Regions from separate parts of the Mus musculus genome. Here region 2 is linked to region 1. Evidence: chromatin contacts called from public HiChIP or PLAC-seq data. All regions are on one chromosome and are shown on one strand. The core of a region is the stretch at or near the end of the contact, and the rest is flanking DNA. Distances in the headings are between cores, read along the strand shown. Region 1 overlaps Piezo1 (piezo-type mechanosensitive ion channel component 1). Region 2 holds the start of 2810013P06Rik (RIKEN cDNA 2810013P06 gene).

Evidence for each region. HiChIP or PLAC-seq counts read pairs in DNA pulled down with a chosen protein or histone mark.
Region 2: an H3K4me3 HiChIP or PLAC-seq map of stem cell-derived neural progenitor cells shows a contact between it and region 1, with 2.4 times the contacts expected there. The contact joins the promoter of 2810013P06Rik here to the enhancer-like site in region 1. A contact is called at or near these places in 6 of 39 promoter capture datasets (cranial neural crest, fetal liver, hippocampal neurons and 3 more), 1 of 484 Hi-C or Micro-C datasets (embryonic stem cells) and 8 of 115 datasets of contacts at active chromatin or transcription factors (craniofacial prominence, embryonic forebrain, embryonic stem cells and 2 more).

Annotation. Positions count from the first base shown.
Region 1 is chr8:122,522,529-122,529,283 of GRCm38.p6, reverse strand. All of the region lies in intron 1 of Piezo1 (piezo-type mechanosensitive ion channel component 1), which reads left to right. Among named protein-coding and RNA genes, the nearest start is that of Gm26497, 5.2 kb to the right of the region's middle. Within about 2 kb of position 5,168, at least 61 of the 459 cell types and tissues checked have an H3K27ac peak or open chromatin away from gene starts, as enhancers often do. A contact at or near this core is called in fetal liver and stem cell-derived neural progenitor cells, where this site is marked.
Region 2 is chr8:123,040,892-123,047,961 of GRCm38.p6, reverse strand. It overlaps 2810013P06Rik (RIKEN cDNA 2810013P06 gene), which reads right to left and starts at 5,387. Exons shown (of 1, transcript NR_045268.1): 1 at 3,360-5,387. It overlaps Ankrd11 (ankyrin repeat domain 11), which reads left to right and starts at 5,678. Exons shown (of 13, transcript NM_001081379.2): 1 at 5,678-6,013.

The DNA.
Region 1 (6,755 bases), core at 3,919-6,418:
TGGAGCTGTTTAGGCCAGGTATCCACATCTACCAGAAAAGCTATGGCCCTAATGAGTGGTGGCCAGAGGGCTTCCAGGTACTAGAGCTGTGGAGCCCACTACCTTCCTGGGACAAAATGGTACAGGTTTGCTGGTGGAGTTCATCAGAGCCAGCTGTGGTCTCTGCATCCTCCCAGCAGCTGTGGTTCAGTGCAGCTTGCTGTGGGATGTGCTGCTAATACCGTGCATGCATTTATACAGGTTGTAGCAGGCAGAGCTTGTTGGCTAGAGGTGTACCCTGTACCTTGTCTCTCTTCCTCAAGGGATCCCTGAAAGTCTACTGTCACAGGGAGGGTACCCCAGGACTGGACTGTCTAGGTAAGACTGAATGTGGTAATTTGAAAGAGAATGGCCCTCACAGGCTCCTGTATTTTTTTTTTACAGATTTATTCATTTATTTTATGTATATGAGTACACTGTAGCTGTACAGATGGTTGTGAGCCTTCATGTGGTTGTTGGGAATTGAATTTAGGAATGACACACTCCGGCCCAAAGATTTATTTATTATTATAAATAAGTTCACTGTAGCTGTTTTCAGACAGCACCAGAAGAGGGCGTCAGATCTCATTACGAGTGGTTGTGAGCCACCATGTGGTTGCTGGGATTTGAACTCAGGACCTTCGGGAGAGCAGTCAGTGCTCTTACTTGCTGAGCCATCTCATCAGCCCCCAGGCTCCTGTATTTTAATACTTGGTCTGCAGTTGGTGGAAGTTTTTGGGAAGGATTAAGAGGCATGGCCTTGTTGGAGGTGGGGTGTGTCACTGGGGGTGGGCTTTGAGGTTTCAAAAGACTCTTCCCAGTCAGCTCTCTGCCTCATGCTTGCAGATCAGGTGTAAGCTACTGCTCCAGTGGCACCATGCCTGCCTGCCTGCCTGCCTGCCTGCCTGCCTGTTACCACGCTCCTTGCTCTGACCTGGACTCTAACCCTCTAAGAGTAAGCCTCAGTAAACTCTTCCATGTGTTGCCTTGGCCATGGTGTCTCCCAGCAACAGCACACTGACCAAGACATTAAGATTCCGCATTTCCATGGGCTCTCGTGTGCAGTTGAAGAGGCCTTGAGGACTTGTGTTCTCCATGATGGGTGACACTTAACCTAGGCATAGCCAAACAGAGAGTGGGGCATGTGGCCATGTGCCCAGTGAGGGATCCTGTTCTGTGATTGACACCCAGTGCCTCACAGCAGGTCCTGCCCTATCATCTTTGCCTGTGAGGAGCTCCCTCTGCTGAAGTCCCACAGTCCAGACCCACCCACCCACTATGTCTGCCTCTAGTGCCCCTAGAGGACTCATCCTGACGGATGCTTCCTATATATACATGGGTTATTGTTCACCATGGCCTTGGGAAACCATAGACTTCTAAAGGTGAGTCTTGGCCCTCCTTGTCCCCCACTCCACCCCCACTGCCTCCCTCCCCCCAGGTAGGGTTCCTCTGTGTAGCTCACTCTGTAGACCAGGCTGGCCTTGAACCCAGATTTGCCTGTCTCTGCCTCCTAAGTGCTGGGATTAAAGGCATGCGCCACCACACCTGGCTGCCCTTGTTCCTTATTACTGTGTAACCACAGGACCCATTGGGCATCTCCTGTTGTTGGGCCTCACTTTTTGCAAATTCTGTGTGTGAGAACCTCTGGTCTTGTTCCTCTGCTCTGAGGTCATGGTAATTGCCTTTCTACTAAACTGCACAGACTGTTTTTGTTGTCTTTATTCCTGAACAACTCAGTCTAATGACTGTTTGTGGTACATGTATGTCGTGTTAGGTATTGTGAGTAATCTAGAGTACTGGAGAAGGGAAGATGGCCGTAGGCTCTGGGCAAAGCACTTTATTAAAGGGGCATGAACGGCATGCTCCCTGCATTCAAGGGTCCCAGAACCAGTCTATCCTGGGTATCGAGGTTACCTGTATTGTTTTTGTTTGTTTGGGGACTGGGTCTCACTTTGTATCCCAAGCTTGCTTGGCACTTTCCATGTAGACTAGGCTAGCCTTAAACTCACAACAATCCTCCTGCCTCAACTTCCCTAGTGCCAACATGACAGGTGCGCACAGCCACACCTGACCTGTATTTGTGGCAGATCTGGATCTCATACTGACCTATTTGTGGTCTAGTGTTCTTCCTGCCATTGTGGGCAAGCTCCCTCTGGGCTGCAGGTATCCGGGGTTAGAGCTGTAGACATTCTTTTGTGACTTCCACAGCCTGGGCCAGGGCAGTGCCAGTGGGCCAGTGCCCTCTCTGGAGGAAAGGGAGCCGCTGCTCTTGTCTGAGGCCAGAGCAGTCTCACTAGTGCAGTTCTGAGAGACACTGTTGAGTGTCAGTCTCAGGGAGGTTTCCGCTGTGAGAATTGTGGGGCCCAGACTTGTGCCACAGCCTCAGAATATGAGCGTGGAGCTGTGGTGACAGAGGAACTAGTCTGGCTCAGAGAGGTCCAGGGGGGTGGGCCAGGCACTGCAGAGTGTAGTCTAGGTTTCCGAAGCCTCTCCACCCTCTTCAGGTACCCTGCTTAGCTGGCAGTGAGGAATCCTGCCTTCTGGCAGCTTGGAATTCTGGGGGCAGTGCCTTCAGGTCAGGAGCTGGGTTGTTTACGCAGAGCAGAGCGAAAGGCCAGCCCTTCCATGCTAATCAGTGTGGTTCAAGAGGCTTCTGGAATGTGCTGTCCACTCTGTAGGGAAATTGCCTGTGGTAACCTATTCCTTTCTCAGCAAGTGACTGGGGTTGCTCAGTGCTTTGTCCAGGGGATGCTCCCCACCCCACTTGTCTTGTTAGAGCACCCCCATCCTTTGAGAGAAGAGGTAAGGCCAGAGATGTCTTTCCCAGGTTTATAGAGACTCAGGGGCTCACCCTGAGTTTGGAGCCTGGCCGGCTCACTAAGGAGCCTCTTACATGCTCAGACTGGCAGTCACAAAGCCCCTGAGGGACCTGGAACCCAACTATGTCATCTCTGAACATTCAAGAGCTACCGTGCTGGCTTCATCCTGTTGGCTGCAATTTACCAGCTGGGCACTGGGCAGGTTTGAATCATAACGTGGAACTCTGGGTGACATCAGGTCCCACACCCATACTCAGGTCCTGGGGCAGGGTCTATGGCCACCCTGCTTCAGTTTGCCTCTTCCATGGCAACCTCTGAGGTACTCTCAGATGGCTCTAGTGGGAGAATTGCAATTGACCACTGACCACAGTCACCTGGGAGCGGTGTGAACGTCCCGCACTGGGATGTCTGTAGTGGGGTCTCAGGGTCTCTGTGCTCCTAGGAAAGAGCCCAAGGCATATGTGTGCTTGTTGCTAGTGGATCAAGAAACTGATCATGCCCTGGCCCGGTTCTTTTGTTTGGCTTGTTTGGTTTTTGTTTTGTTTTGTTTTTCTCCAGACAGATGTAGTGTCTAGAGGAGTAGGTGAAGCTGTGGAGGGGCCGTGCCCACAGTGCCTCAGTTTCCCTCATCTGACAGATGGCAGGCATTGGGTAGGGAAAGGGAGGCTCTACCTAGGAAAGCCTTCCGTGGTTTGCTAGGCCGTTGCTTCTCCTCCCTGTGTAAGCCACGTGGTGGCTTCACAGCTCAGCCCGTGCCCTTCACAGCTCAGCTGGGAGACCTGGATACACAATTTACTCCAGTTAGTGGGAGCTCTTGAGTAGCTACGATCTGGGGAGAGGTAACATGTGGTCAGGGAAGTGGACAGGACTGACCCTGGTGGAGGCTCTGCGAGCGGCTCACCAGACTTGCTCCAGGCTCTGGAGAGCTCACGGTGTATTAAGGGAAGAACTCCCAGTCCGAGGCTAAATTTGTCAGTGGTACACAGTATACAGGGCCAGGACCAGCCCCTTCTTCAGCTTCCTGCTGAGGGCGAAGACCCTCTGAGCTCCAAGTGGTCTGTGAGGAGGGTGTCACCTTCAGGAGGGACAGTTCTGCGGGCCAACTCCCTCCCAAATGGGATAGGGACTATTTTCTGCACCCATGTACTTCCCAGGGCCCTGCCCATGTGCTACCCGGCCTGTTTACCTGTGACAGCCAGTAGAGATGGCTGCAGATAGGTCTGGCTTCCTCCCTCCAGGGAGGAGTGGGTGGGGATGGCTGATACGGAATGGGGCCCACCCTGTACCCTGAGTTCTCTCCTCTTTTGTTGATAGTTGTCGCCTGTGGGTAGGTCAGCTTTGGGTGGCTTCAGTCTCATACCTCCAAGCGACTCGCATAGAGTACAGACTGTGCCTCTGTGTGATAGGCATTGTGGGTTGTTTAGGGGGGGAGACTGTGAGCAGGGTCCCCAGTTAGTTAGCTGACTGACTAACTGGGACCAACGCAGCATCTGCTGGGAAGAGGACCTGTCACGGTCGGATTGAGTTTCTCCTCGTGTCTTCTCTGTCTCTGGTCTCTGGGCTGTCCTGAGAAGTTTGGGGTGGGAGGCAAGCATCCCTCTGCCAGCTTGTCTCTGGTGCCAGCAGTAGCTGTATCATCCATCCTTGATCTCTTTGCCTGATGCAGCCCTGGTTGAGAGCCAGGGCTCAGCACCAAGCCATTTCCTGCTGGTCTTCTGGGCATTCACTGCCTTCAGCACCTCTGACCTGCTCTGCTAGGAGTGGATACTGTGGAGTTGCTCCAAGTTAGGGAGAAGCCGAGAGCCGAGGAACCACAGTGCCTTGCGGGCCATGTCCAGCTCGCTGGGCAGTGGGCATCCCTCCCTCCCACCTCCTCCGGGCGTCCATATTCAGCCTTACCTCCTGTTTGTTACCTGTATAACCTACCTCATCTCAGCCTGTCCCCTCTTGCTCTGCGACTTCCTCAAAGTATGACAAGGTCACTGTGGGCTGAGGGAAACATAAAAGTTGACTAGCTGTTCAGATGGGAGTATGTGACTATGTGTCCATGGGTTCTCTTACTGGTATTATGGCTACCAGGCCACCCTCGGTGTTGAGAGAGAGAGCCAGAATGACTCGACCCACCCCATGCAGGTCAGCTGAGCCGTGAAACCACGGTTCCCAGACGCGTCGCACTAATTAAACCCCCAACACTATGGTAATTAAATGCTCCAAGTGCTCCCAGAGCCCAGGCAGTTTGGCCGGGCTCCAAGTAGGTAAAATGAAGTCCCTGTGCCTCTCCCAACCCCGGCTGCTTCAGGCTGAGGCAGCTCCCGACTCGACCCCTCTCCTCGATCAGCCAGGACTGGTCCACACGCCCTCCTGACTGCTCTTGTCTGTCTCCCACAAGGGGCATCACTTTCTTCTCTAACAGAAGGAAACAGATCCGATTAGAGCTCTGTATCCACAATGTGCTTTGAAACTGTCCCTGCGCTTCACGTCGGCTTTGGAGCCTGAAGAGGTGGGCGTCCGTCAGCTAGGCATCCTCAACCCCCTTGCCTTTCCTGTCTCCAGCAGATCAGGAATAACTCGGAGAAGGGGCCAGCCAGATTGGATGTATCTGAACAGACGGTGGCTAGCGCTGAAATTACCATGACTTCGCATGGCTGCCAGGCTCAGTGTCTCCCTGGGGCTGTAGAAGTGACAAGTGAGGACAGCTTCAAAGGAGCAAAATGCACCTTAGGCTTGACTGACCCTCTTTCCTGCTGGCTGCACCTGGGCCTGATCAAAGGTGCTAAGATATCCAGCCACACTGCCCAGGCTAACCCAGTCTAGGAGCCTTAGTCCCAAGCTTTAGGAACAAGTCCGGGCAGCTGGCTTCCTCATGTGCCCTCAGCTGACTGTACCAACCCTCCTCTTCCAGGAAGGGGGATTGGCCAGAGCCTTCTGGGCCTGGTTTGGCTTAAGTTTTTGCTTTCAGCCTTCCTGGGGGGTGGCAGGTGTGGCCACTAGGCTTCATTGACTCCGGACTCCCAGCGCGCAGCTTCTAGCTGCTGCTGGAATTCTCCTCCTTCCTCTTCCTCCTCTGCCTGGCCCCACCCACTGGCCGAAATCTCACCCAGAAGTGTTTATAGTTGCAGCCCAGGCCAAATAAGGCAGGCAGGAGACCCGGAATCCCAACGGGTGGCAGGGAGCAGCTAGGGTGTGGGTCAGGACCCCACCCCCCAGTCCTGCAGCTGTCCTGCTCAGCAGCAGTTATCTGGTCCCCTCCTTTGTACTTCATGCAGCCATCTGGGGATGGCAGAGGGCAGGATCTAGCAGGGCGCTTCCCTAGAGCTGAAGATCCGGGTTTAGTGTGGTTGATATACTTAGGTATTTTGTGGTCGTTGATCCTAGAATTTCATACATGTTAGGCAAGTGGTCTATCACAGAGGCACTAGGTCACACCTCCTGTCAGGTCTTGTGTGACCTCCGCTGTCCTTGAATTCCCTAGGCAGCTGAGGGTGACCTCACCTGATTCTCCGCCCACCAGCTCCTCCGGCCTTGGCCTCCCAAGTGCTTCCAGGGTAAGCGTGCACTGCCACACCTGGCCTCTAGCCATTTTTATTTTTTATTTTGAGACAACAAGGTCTTGCTGAGTATCCCAGGCCAGGCTGGAACTTGGGATCCTCCTGCCTCAGCATCCTGTGTAGCTGAGATCCCAGGCCTGAGGCACCAGGCCCAACTAGGTGTCTAATCTGGTAACCTCTGTATGCTCTGGGAGGAAGATAGCTTGTGGCCCTCCCTGCCCTTCACTTCTGTGATTGTGGTAATGTGTGGCAGCATTCTTCTTATGAGAAAGGAGATGTCAAGTTTAAACTCTTTGTTGTTTTGTTTTGAGTTTTGAGACAGGGTTTCTCTGTGTAGCCCTGGCTGTCCTGGAACTCACTCTGTAGACCA
Region 2 (7,070 bases), core at 4,138-6,637, 520 kb before region 1:
TGTTGTTGTTTCTGCTTGACTGTGTACTCCTGACAGGCCGGCCCAGGCCTCGCATCCGCCATAGGCATGCTGGGATTCCAAGTGCATGTTGCCCTATGTGGCTTTACATTTTTGTTTTGGTTGGGGATCTTGCTTAAATAAACAGCTATCAGGGGCAGGCCATCCTAAGGAAGGGGAAGGGCATCACTGGAAATAAAGATGGCCTTAGACATTACCGAGTAAAGGTTTGTAGGGTTCCTGACAGCAGGGACTTGAGTGTCTAGAGCCAGGTCTGGGAACTGCATAGATGAAGACAGATTTTGTGCTGTTCCTTGAAGGAGCTCCAGGGTTCCTCGCTCTGCAGGGCCTGTTTATCACCTGCCCTTCTCCAGCTTCACTCTTCAGTCCCCTCCCTGCTTCTTCTCACAGGGTAACAGCAGAACTTCCCCACTGGGCCTCTTCCAAGCTTTTCACCCCCATAAAAACATGAGAAGCTGGGGGATAGGATTAGGTTGGGGCTGGCAGCTATAGGTGCTATGTCAGGCTACAAGAGGTCCCTGAAGCAGCCCAGGTAGCAGGCTAAGGAGGCAGAGGAGGCTTTTAAGCAGAAACAAAGCGAAGTGCGGTGGATCTCACAGCTCTTGTCCAGCACCAAAAGCAGAAGCAGGCAGATCTCAAGGCCAGCCTGGTTTACAGAGTGAGTTCTAGGACAGCCAGGGCTGCCCAACAAGCCACTGTGCTTGCCTCTCCCTACTCCAGGGCAGTGGGAGGGCGCCTCTCTGTAGGAGCTATGCATAACAGCCTAACAGGAGCCACGGGGCCCATCTCCAAAACTAGTTAAACAGGAAAAAGAACTATGTAAAATTAATTTCAGTAGTGCGTTTTACTCAAAGCAACATATCTAAAATACTATGTCATGTCTAACATGACATGTTAGACATTTACATTTCTTTTTTTCTTGTAAGATATTTTAGATCATCTCTTAGTTTTAAGACTTTGAAATCCCAGGCCTGTTTCTTACCATAATGGCACATGCCAATCTGGACTTTGTTCCGTGTAAAGATGTGTCTGTTACCTGTCTCGGTGGCAGCAGAGATCCCAACCTTTGCTCAGCTCCAACCAACTGTAACTTGTGGTCAGAAGCACTGGTGACAAATTAGTCCTTTAGGGAAAAAAAAACGTATAAAAGCAGACACTTAAACTCATGTTTCCTTCTGTGTCTTTCTTTCTTTTTTTTTTTTTTTAATTAGGTATTTTCCTCATTTACATTTTCAATGCCATCCCAAAGGTCCCCCATACCCACCCCCCTGTGTCTTTCTTTCTTTTCATTCTTTTTTAAAGATTTATTCATTTATTTTATGTATATGAGTACACACTGTAGCTGTACAGACGGTTGTGAGCCTTCATCTGGTTGTTGGGAATTGAATTTAGGACCTCTGCTCCCTCTGGTCGGCCCGCTCCCTCAGCCCTTATGATAAATAAGTTCACTGTAGCTGACTTCAGACACCCCAGAAGAGGGCGTCAGATCTCATTATGGGTGGCTGTGAGCCACCATGTGGTTGCTGGGATTTGAACTCAGGACCTTTGGAAGAGCAGTCAGTGCTCTTACCTGCTGAGCCATCTTACCAGCCCGTGTCTTTTTACTTTCAATGTAGTGGGGTTTTTGTTTGTTTTGTTTAAAGACAGGGTCTCACTGTGTAACCCAGCTGTCATGGGACTTCTTGTGTCGACCAGGCTGACCTAACTGAGGTCCACCTGCATGTTTCTAAAGTAAAGGGATTAAAGATGTACAGCATCATGGCTCCTTTTGTTTCTTAAGTAAAGTTTTAATTTATTCATTGTCTGTATGCATGAGTGACACGCCATGTGTGTGGCTAGAGGATGTGAGTGAGTTGATTCTTTTCTTTTCCCACGTGACGGGGATGGATACTGGGCTGTCAGACTCACTGGGTCAAGCACCGTAACCGGCTGAGCCACCTTGCGTTTGACTCTTCTGCTTCCAAGCTGGGGTCGGAGTGATGATGGGCTGCTTGCTCTCACTGGGCACAAGTGCTGTGTAAGCTCCCACAGGCTTTTTACATACAGTAGGGTGTCTGTCAGAGATGGAGTTATAGGCCCTGCCCTTGTGAGCCACTTGTTCTGAGCTCTGGGATCCCAATTTCATTCCTCTCCAAGAGCAGCAAGCGGTCTTAACCACTGAGCCATCTCTCCAGCCCCCTCCGGCTTCTTTTTTAAGGGCGCAGATTCCAGTTAAGAGATATTTGATCTCAACTGGCCACAGGAGTGCCCTCCTATAATCAAGGGAGACTCATGAGTTTGGACTATCCAGAGCATTGGTCAACCTTGGGGGGCGAAACCCTTTTTTTTGGGGTGTGTATATGCGTCAAGTGACCCTTTCACAGGGATTGCCTAAAACTATCAGAAAACACAGATATTTACATTATAATTCATAACAGAAGCAACGCTAGTTATGAAGTAGCAACAAAATATTGTGATTGAGGGTAATCACACCATGAGGGACGGTTAAAGGGCCACAGCACTAATGCTTCCTATAAAGGTTGAGAACCACTGCTCTAGAGTTTGAGACCAGCCTCAATTATGGAGGGAGACTCTAGTTATCTGCCTCTAAGTGCTATCAGCCAGAGGTGTAAGCTTTAACACACAGCATACATCTTAGGCAAGCACACTATCAATGTTGTCGTGTCCCGCCGCCCCTCCCCCCCTGTGCAGCTGAGAGGCTGGTCTTGAGCTCCTGAGCCATCTGCTTCCAAGTGCTAGGACCACAGGTGTGTACCGCGAGGCCTGAATACAGACTCACTTTTTTTTTTTTTTTGGTTTTTCGAGACAGGGTTTCTCTGTATAGCCCTGGCTGTCCTGGAACTCACTCTGTAGACCAGGCTGGCCTCCAACTCAGAAATCTGCCTGCCTCTGCCTCCCTGTGGAGAGCCGTGCTGCGAGCAATCGCCATTATAAGATGGTGCTGGCCTCCGCTGTGCCTAACTAGTAAACAAGCCTTGTACACAGGTGGTGCGAGAGTGAACTCACTCCCAGTCACTCCCATTATCGGGGCATAATAGTGGGGTGATGGGCGAGCAACGAATGAGGAGCTGTCACGCCATATCAGGTGCTGAAACGTCACGCTGTGGGCTATAAAAGCGGCGCCATTTTCCCGGTTCGGGGTCTTCCTGAAGAAGTAAGCAATAAAGCTTTTGCCGTGGAAGATTCCAGTTTGTTGCGTCTTTCTTGCCGGTCAAGTGGGACGCAATACCTCCCAAGCAAAGGTGTGCGCCACCATGCCCGGCTCTAGCCCACTTTTTTAAAAAAACAAACAAAAAAATCTCTGGGCTGGGACAATGGCACAGCAGCAGGTAAAACATGAGTATTTTTAAAAAAGATTTATTAATGTATATGAGTACACTGTAGCTGTCCTCAGACACACCGGAACAGGGCATCAGAACTCACCAGAGATGGTTGTGAGCCACCATGTGGTTGCTGGGAACTGAACTCAGGACTTCTGGAAGAGCAGCTAGCGCTCGAGCCATCTCTCCAGCCCTGGAGTCTATGATCCTTGAAACATTAAAGTTCGAAGGAGAGAACTAACTCCACAAAGAGGTCCTCTGCCTTCCCACACAATATACACACAGTACACTCCAGCAGACAGCTTTTCTTTATGTAGGCGCTCATGTATTTTACAGGTTTCACATCCTCTTCGTCCCATGTTGATGAAATTGACACCATCTGTTGTTCCTGTTTACCCAGGAAAATAACCAAAAGTTGAAGTGTCCATGGTTACAAGGACAGCTACTCATCACAAAGCTGGAATTTTGAACAGGGGCAGGGCAGTTTTTATCATACCATGTCCTCTAAACTCTGTATTTGCTTCAAATAGGGAAGAAAGGTCACCTCTAAGGTCCCATCACTCCGGGATGTGCAATCCCATGATTTCATAATCTGTGCTCTGTAAAGACTTTGTTTATACAGACAAACAAAACAAAACACCCAAACCCTCTACAGAACTATTTCCAGGAAGGCCAGGGCTCCACAGAGAAAACTTGTCTCAAACAAACAAACAAAACCCCAAAAGTCAAAAACAAAACAAAACAAAGAAGTATAAATATTGATTTTAGTCACTTAGCTTTTCTGGTTCACAAATACACAGATGCTCTTTAAATAGGACAAGGCTGGAAGTTTGACTACTTAAAACTTTTTTTTTGTAGATTTTTTTCTGTGCAGAAGCGTATTTTTTTTCTGTGTATATGTATGTGTACTAGTGCATGTTTGGGGAGCCCCTAGACAATGTTAGATCTTCTAGAACAGGAGTTACAGATGCCGGGAATCGAACCCAGATCCTCTGGAAGAGCAGCCAGTGAGTGCTTTTGACCGACAGGTCATCTCCCCAGGTCCCATTTACTTTAAAAGATTTATATGTAGTCTATATGTGTGAGTACTCTACTCGGGTGTGAGTTCCTGAAAAGTCAGAAGATGTCAAGTCCTCTGAAGGTGGCTGTGAAGCTGTCTGAGGTGGGTGCCGAGAAGGGCAGCACGTGCTCTTAGCCGCCGAGCCATCTCTCCAGCCCTGGTTACTTGTTATTTTATATTTTATTATATTATGAAATTGGCTTTCACTGTGTAGCCCTAGCTGGCCCGGAACTCAGAGATCCAGCCTGCCTCTGCCTAAGTACCGGGATAAAAAGCCTATACCAACATATCAGACTCGTCACAATTACTTTATGCATTTTTCTGAGACAAAGGTTTCATGGAACTCAAATCTTGAACTCGAAATGTTCACAACAATGTACTCTGAGCTCCGGATACGCCTGTCTCGGTCACTACAGCGCTGGGATTCGAATTTTTAGCTCGTTTGCAAACCAAATCACTACTAACGCAAACCATCATTAAACTTTTTCCGCGTTCTGTAAATTCAAACAATCAGGCACATGACGATGCGACTTTGCTGCCTAGCTCTGAGGTTCGTCAACCTTTTTTTTTGTTGTTGTTGTTGTTTCATGAACCATCGCGGTGAAGTTCTGGAGCCGGGGAAGGGAGGCGGCTGAAGCGCGCGCGGTGTCTAAGGAAACCTCCGGGCAGAGTCTGGAGCTCACCACATCCCGGTTGCTAACGTGGCTCACGGGACTCGGAGCGAAGCGCAGTCCAGGAACACCTCCAGGAAAGAGCCGGATCGCGGGTGGGGGCCGAGGCCGCCTTTCTCCTTCGCGGCCATCATCCCGGCTGCCTTTGCTCCTGCAAGAGCCTCCTGCCGGCTAGAGACACACATTCTCGAAGCTCACACAGGCTCACAGGCGACACACGACCTCGCGTCCGCAGCGCAAGGCCAGCCGGTACAAGCCGGCTCCCACCTTCTGGCTCCTTCGACAACAACCTTGTTTCCAGACCGCGGCCTCATCACTTCCGGCACCGAGTAGGGCCAATCGTCGTGTCCCGTGGCAGGGAGGTCAGCCAATCCAGCGGCTTTCTCCGCCTGGGTCTCCTACGCACGGATGCCAATCATTCCCGGACGTCTCCCTAGCGCCGCCCCGTGCCTGTTACGGAAGCCGTCGGGCCGTCTGAGCCCTTTCACCCCGGCATCGCATTTCCTCTCCGACGTGACGTAAGCGGCCCCTGCCGCTCTGCGGGGCGGGCCAATGGCGGTGGCGGATACGGCGAGCCAATGGGCGGGAGGCTCTCATGCGGCCGGCGCCCGCCGCAGCCACCGCTGGGTCCTGGAGCCAGAGGCCGCCCGCGACAGAGCGCGATGGACCGAGGGCCCCAGCCGGGGAGGCGCCGCGGCGGAGTCCGCGGCCAGACGCCCCCGCAGTAGCGTCCGCGCGAGCGCCGCGGCCCCGCGTGAGCTCCTGCACGCCGAGGGCGGGCTTGCATCCCGCCGGCCCCGCACTCGCCGCAGCCTCCAGCCCGCGCGCCGACGCCGCCTTCCCGCCCGGGCCGCGCGGCCCGGGAAACGCGGCCGCGGGCTGCATGGGCAGCGCCCGCGCCCCGCCGCCGTTCCGCCGCGGAGCCGCGTCGCCCTCGGAGCCGGGTGAGAGGCGCCGGGGACCTGGGGGGTGGTGGTCGGGGAGGGCGTCGGGCGTTCCTGCGGCCTTGCGGCCTGCAGGCCTCCTCCGCTGCCCGCCGCCGCGGGTGCCCCGGGGCGGGCCGTGCGCCGCGAGAGGCCGGTCGGTGGGCCGCGGGGGTCCTGCGAGCGACCATGAGGGGCCGAGGGCGGGCTCCGAGGCCGGCCTCGGGGCGTCCCGGGGGTCGGGCGGCCGAGAGAGGCTAAGGAAGGGCTCCGGGGTGGGCTGTGGCGGCCGTGAGGACCGAGGGCGGGCCTTGAGCGAGGGTCGATGGTGCGTTAGTGGGTCCCGGGACGCTGTGAGGACGACGGCGGGCTCCCGGGAGTCCCTGGGGTCCTCAGTGGCGCGGGGCGCCGACCTCTGACCCTCGGGAGGGGCTCCGTCGCCGGGCTGGTGGTAGTTGTTATTCCCAGCGTCCCTATTATTATCGTGTTTTGAAATGGGAGCAGGCGGCCCTCGGGCTGCGAGCCGAGCCGGAGGGGGCGGGCGAGCCGGGGACCTGGAGCTGCGGGGTGCGGAGGCGCGCAGGCCCGAGTGGGGGCAGGAATGCGGGGCGGCGGGGGGCGTCTGGGGGAGGGGAAGGCGGGACTCGGGGGGGAGAGTGGGAGGAAAGCGGTGTAGGCGACGGCTGCAGGAGCAGCCTTTGGCCTCAAGGAACAATGTGAGACGTTGCCTGAAATGTTAATTTCCGTTCCTCATTTCATCATCCCCTGGCAAGGCGGTAGCTGCGAGAGTGTGTGTGCGTGTGTGTGTGTGTGTGTGTGCGTGTGTGTGTGTGCGCGCGCGCGCCCGTGTGTGTGTGTACGTGTGTGCAGGGTTGGCCCTGCCACATGGATCTAGCCCCTTCACAGACGGATGTGCGGTTCAGTTCCTATGTATGTGGCTTGGTGTGGAGTCTCATTTTTTTTCTCAAGGCCTTGTCTTTACCTGGTGCTCCTGTAGGTTTTTCTGTTTTTGTTATGTTTCTGGAAAGCTCGTCTGGGGTTTGGAAGACTGGTGAAGGTTAAGCTGGTTCACAGGAAG